Regions from separate parts of the Rattus norvegicus genome. Here region 1 is linked to region 2. A link is a contact called in public Hi-C data. All regions are on one chromosome and are shown on one strand. The core of a region is the stretch at or near the end of the contact, and the rest is flanking DNA. Distances in the headings are between cores, read along the strand shown.

Region 1 (3,114 bases), core at 175-2,674, 93 kb after region 2:
CTTCACCCCGGACCTGTTGCTGAATCTAAATCCACTACGTTCCCAGGGATCCAAACACAAAGAGAGCTAATGGCTTCACGGCTCCAGCACTGTCGCTTTGTGATAAACCCGCTCATGAACATATGTAAGGCCCGGGGAATTGACCAGTCTGTGCTGAGAGTTCCCACAATGCCTACACCTGACCGCCCCAGGCCCACCTCTGTGCAAAGGGTAGCAAGTACTCAAAAACCTACATGGCCCCCAATCTCTACCACCCTACCCCAGCCCAAGTCCCCTTGTGTCCATCTTGGCCCTCCAAAACACTATCTAGGGGCTTTTATGAGTTAACACTCCATCTCTTCAAAAAGCACACAGGCACCCGTTACCCAGAGTCACTTGCAGCATCGGAAGGTACCTCAGTGCCATAAGGACCACCTAGCCCTTCCTCACAGCTGACACACACCATTTTCACATGCGACCATAATCTACAATCCAGGTGTGCTTCACCACAAAATTCAAGTCATCAGCAGGTATGAATTCAAATGCCCAACCTCTCGGCATCATCAAGTCCTGTTTATTAGTTCTGGGATTCTGTCGTGCTTTCTAGCCACAGCCACAGCCACAGCCACAACCAAGGCACAAACCTTTGTTGAAAGTAATTTTTTTCTCTATAGTCCTGGTGAAATCTTTCAGATGTCTGATTCTGAGAGCTGCAAAGTTGACTGCAGGAAGGAGGGAGTATGCTAACCTGAGACCCTGAAACTGTTTTAAGCTGGCTGGGGCACGTGGGCTCAGATCCCCATGAGCTTAAGCCTTAGACATCCGGGAGTCTAAAGAGCTCTCAAGAGATACCTGTGTTGCTGGTCTGAGGACCGTCCTTTGGGAGTTAGTGTAAGAATTTGGGGGTAGAGGATTATCTGGACTTGACATTGGAATTTTCCAGTTCGGTCAAATCAATACTCTGCCTTACCAGAGTAACTAACAGAGGCAGGAAACTCGGTTCACATACGTGGAACTGTTTTGTGTATTTTCATTCTCATTCCCTGACCTGATTCCTAGTTCTTAGTCACCTTACACAGTTCATGCAGCAGCCTTGACAGAGCCACAAGTCCAGTAAGTAATCAGTCCTTTTAAATAGCCTTACACAACAGAACTAAGTCCTACAGCAAAGAAATCTAGAATCTGGAGCACCTTGAAGCCAGAAGCTGGCACCACCAGAAATCCCTGCACCGGGGGCCTGAGCCACTTTGCCAGGAGAGCAAAATGACCGCATCTCTCACCTCCCCAAATCTCCGATCATCTAAGCATCATTTATTCAATGGCTAGCAAATCAAGGATTAAAAAAACACTACCATTCAGACCACCAGTTATCATCAGCTCCTCAGGCTAATCGGATTGGTTTGGTTTGCTTGTTGAGTGTAGAGTGAGCAGAAGCGTTGAGATCTTAAATATACAGTGTCTGCTGCCACCTTGTGGCAATTTGGAGCCAATGCCCTCTCTGAAACAGGCAACGCACCCCTGCAGTAATATATTCCTAGACAGCCAAGTTTAAAAAAAGAAAAAAACCTTAATCTGTCATCTAAAGTCCTGAGATATGGCAATAAGAAAATCGAAAGCTAGGTCAGGATGAACGGAGACCTTGGGAGTCAATAACTCGGTGGCATTGGCCCATTCCAGACATCTCTACCTTGACCTCCTCTTCTGTGACAAGGAGGCTGATGGCAGTGTCTGTCTAGTGCTTCTGCGGGAACTCCAGGAGATAATACACACACCCCTTGTAATGGCGCCTGGTCCTTGGCAATGATCCCCAGACTCCAGCTCTGTTGATGAAGATGATGGTGCTACACACAAATCAGCGTCCTCCACTCCAGGCTCCACCTGACCAATCAGTGCAGGATTCTTCTTCGTCCAGCCCAATGCTCCAGAGACTCTGGTTCTCTTTGGGCAGGAGGAGCTGGAGAAGTTGCTCCCTTAGATGTCACTGTAAACCCCACTTTTTTAATTACGTTAACTTTATTTTATTATTTTATCTGTATGGGCATTTCTCTACATGCTTGTCTGTGCCCCACTTATATGCCCACCTCCCTGGAGGGCAGAGAGGGCCCTGGAGTTACAGACCACTGTGAGCTGTCATGTTGCTTCTGGTCTTCAAACCTGGGTTCTCTGGAAGAGCAACCTAAACACTAAATAAGCCGTCTTTCCAGCCCTAAATCCGGCATTTTACAGTAAGTCGTTCTATTCCATAAAATTACTTGCTATGGAGAGGGTAATGGGTAGAGGATGAGAAAGCCAATCAAACTGTCCATTGTGACCATCTGAGTGGAAGGACAAAATGACAGAGTAAAAAATTGTGCCTGAGATCCCCTCACTCGAGCGTTTTAGCACGCAACACGACTTTCTAAAGGTTTTCCATGTGGCTCTGATGAAAACCACTGCAGTAAAAACCCACAGAAAAGCCAAGGGTTCATGGACAGGATTGGTTTCCCTGTAATCACAGTGAAGTGGGAAAGACCAAGGTGCTCAGAGGTCAGTGCTCCACAACACGTATGCATATGCATATATGTATAATGTGTGTATTGGTGTGTCTAAGTGTGCGATGTTTATAATGGCGTACAGGTGCAAATGTAAGAGAAAATGTCTGAGCACACATTGCTAGTGGCTGTGCTACTAAATTCTATTAAAACATATGAGGACTATTTATTGAATGATCTAATACTCCTTGGCAACTAGACACCTGACTTTTAACTTGATCACACTGTGGCTCTGGGGTACGTTTAGGAACAAATCCCAAACATATTTCTTTAACAGGCGTATCTCATCTGGCAACAATACTTGCTTTGTAGTTTAGCGCACTCTATGTTCAATTTGAGAACAATGTTTAATTGTTGAAGAGATTCATGGGCCAATGACCTGCTAATTTAAGCACATGTTCCAGTCAATGCAACTCCAGTGTCCCGGGAGACCTACGTTCATCCCTGCTAACTGTACTATCTGCGTGGGTGAGTTTCAGAAGACGTAGAAGCCGAGTAGACTGGTTGTTACCAGGGCAAGAAGGGACAGGAAGTGGGCAGCTATCAGTCAAAGCGCAAGATTACCATTAGGCAGGATGGGTAATTCTAGAAGCTACCATTCACA
Region 2 (2,954 bases), core at 419-2,918:
GCAGTGCCCCTCCCACCTGCTGCCCCTCATAGTTACAGCTTACATCCTGCGCTCCCTCCATCCAGACCCAAGATCACCTACAGCTATAGCCAGTCCTTATCAGTACCTCTCTTACTTTTAGCATATGGGTTAGGCCAGATAGCATGGAACCTCCTCTTCTCTACAACTAGAAACCCTTAAGGGCAAGAAAGCCCCCTTTTCCTTCAAATGGGAAGGACTTGAAGACTCTCTGCTTTCAGGGCCCATCATGGCTGCCTCTGGGCATCATGCTGTAGCTTCTCAAAGGAAGGAAGGAAAGAAGGAAGGAAGGAAGGAAGGAAGGAAGGAAGGAAGGAAGGAAGGAGGGAGGGAGGGAGGGAGGGAGGGAGGGAGAGAGAGAGAGAGAGAGAGAGAGAGAGAGAGAGAAGAAAGGGAAAGAAATGGAGAAGAGCCTAAAGAAAAGAAGGTCCAGCGACAGACCCAAAGTGGGATCCAGCTCAAGGGAAGGACCCAGGTTCTGACACTATTACTGAGGCTATGGGGTGCTCACAAAAAGGGACCTATCATGACTGCCCTCTGAAAGACCCAACAAGCAGCTGAAAGAGTCAGATGCAGATATGTGCATCCAACCAGTGGACAAAAGCTGCTGACCCCTGTGGTTGAATTAGGGAAAAGCTGGAGGAAGCTGAGGAGGAGGGCAACCCTGTAGGAAGACCAGCAGGCTCAACTAACCTGACTGCTCAAGATCTCTCAGACACTGGGCCACCAACCAGGCAGCACACAATAGCTGATATGAGGCCCCCAACACATATATAGCAGAGGACTGCAGGGCCTTGGGTTTGGTCAGAGAAGATGCACCTAAGCCTCAAGAGACTGGAGGCCCCAGGAAGTTTAGAGAGGTCTGATGGGGTTCCTCGTAGAGTTGGGGGGGGGTATGGGATGTGGAACAGTTGGAAGGTGGACTGGGAGGGGAATAAAATCTTGAGCATAAAAATAAACAAACAAACTTCCAAAACCTTCCTAAGCCTTGTAAGTTTCATTTACTTCCAATGTCTTGTGGAAAGACCTATTTTCTCTCCAAGAAGAAGTGTTTCAGTTCATAAGAACTGATTATACATCAAACTCTCCTCATCTGGACATTCCTAGATGTTCACAACCTGCAAACCATACCTAGGTGACTTGGAAGAGTCAACGGATTAACAAAAGACGTTTCACTGTGGAAAGTTGTGGGGAAGGAGTTTCACTCTTTCTCAAGCAAAACAAAACCTCCTCTTCAAGCTCTGTGAGACATAAAAAAACAGAATCAGGAAGAGCCCGTCCTAGCAGCTTAACACCAGCCTTCTTTTCCTCCCCTAAGTTCATTATAAAGTAAATTCAAACTAAGAAATCTGAGAAACTCCAGAGTAGATGTTTTGGCAAAAACATTGCTCTATCATGACTTTTGAAAGTCAAGATAGGTCCCTGCTCGCTGTTTTCTCCTCACAGAGTTTTTATTATCTGTGGCAACGTGGAAGTTGTAGGGATGCACCCCTGGGAGGCCAAGTTCTGCACAGCACTTTTGATCTGAAACAGCATCTGGCTCCAGGACTTCGGGGCCCTTGGAGAATCAGTGGCTGTGGATGTGGCTGGCTGCTTGGCTCCATCCACAGCTGCAGGGCTGCGCTCCCAAGTCACACTTGGCGGAGGCACAGCTGAGCAGCATCTGACCTCCTCCTTCCCCTCCCATCCTGTCCTATCACTCGAAGTGGACCCCAGAGGGGTCAGAGAAGGATTCTGGTGAGGACAGGATGGTGTGTCACAGGGAGTGAGGTGTGGCCATGCAGCAACCGGGCTTGACTGGTCACTGTGCTACGGTTTAGAGAAGCCGCCCTCCCCCCACATCAGGCAGTGGGGAAAACAGTAGTGATAAACAGGTGGGACAGGAAAAAAATGCTTTTGAGAGCAGGGTCTTTTCTCTCTGAGGAGTCAGGGGATGGAAAATGAAGGAAGGGGCATATAAAGCTCCTTTTCAACACGAAGAACAGTGGCCAGGCAGTGATGGCCTTTAATCCCAGCACTCAGGAGGCAGAGGCAGGTGGATCTCTAGAGTTTGAGGCCAGCCTGGTCTATAGAGTGAATTCCAGGACAGTCAGAGCTACACAGAGAAACCCTATCTCAAAAATACATACATACATACGTATATACATATATACTACATACATATATACACACATGCATATATACATACATATACATACACATACATAAATACATAAATTCACATGTAGATACATACATACATATATACATACATAAATACACACATACATATATATAGAGAGAAAGACAGACACACACACATAGAGAGTGGAAACCTTTGCACGGGGAGGACTCAAGTCTGGTAACCTTTTAAATAATATTTACATTTTTCTGGACTATAGATGCTCATTATAGAAACTTGAAAGGCTTCAAATACTATAAAGGACATGAAGGCACAGCCTGCTCTTGAGCCACAAGATTTATTAGTACCATGGACAGACAGACAGAGACAAGAACATGACAGGAACTCTGAGGAGAATTCAGGCCCCAGCACCAGCAGCACACAGCATGAGTGGGCCCTGATCTCCTCTCTGCAGATCAACAGTCTGTACTCCCAGTGCTGGTGGAGTGGAGACAGGAGAGTACTGGGGACTTGATAACCAACCAGCCAAGCCAAACTGGTTCAGTGAGGGAACCTGCCTCAAAAAATTAAGGGGAGAACAACACGTGAACACTGACCTTTGGATTCTACATGCATGTGCATATGTAGTCATACATACTCACGTCTATGTGTACACATGAAAACACACACACACACACACACACACACACACACACACACACACAGAGTAGAGCTTCACCCTCCAGTCCCAGACTGATCAGAACCTGCCCCTCACAAGGACTTTCAGGTAGCTCACATGCACAATAAAGAGACTCACTGCTTAAAGAGAAGCTAT

What was found. A called contact is a pair of places that touch in the nucleus more often than the background predicts.
Region 1: a contact with region 2 is called in a Hi-C map of kidney, with 5 times the contacts expected there. The contact joins two enhancer-like sites. A contact is called at or near these places in 7 of 12 Hi-C or Micro-C datasets (the A7r5 cell line, the Rat2 cell line, Schwann cells and 4 more).

What each region holds. Positions count from the first base shown.
Region 1 is chr6:99,839,642-99,842,755 of GRCr8, forward strand. All of the region lies in intron 2 of Rhoj (ras homolog family member J), which reads left to right. Among named protein-coding and RNA genes, the nearest start is that of Gphb5, 29 kb to the right of the region's middle. Within about 2 kb of position 1,425, at least 2 of the 93 cell types and tissues checked have an H3K27ac peak or open chromatin away from gene starts, as enhancers often do.
Region 2 is chr6:99,746,188-99,749,141 of GRCr8, forward strand. No RefSeq gene overlaps it. Among named protein-coding and RNA genes, the nearest start is that of Rhoj, 24 kb to the right of the region's middle. Within about 2 kb of position 1,669, at least 3 of the 93 cell types and tissues checked have an H3K27ac peak or open chromatin away from gene starts, as enhancers often do.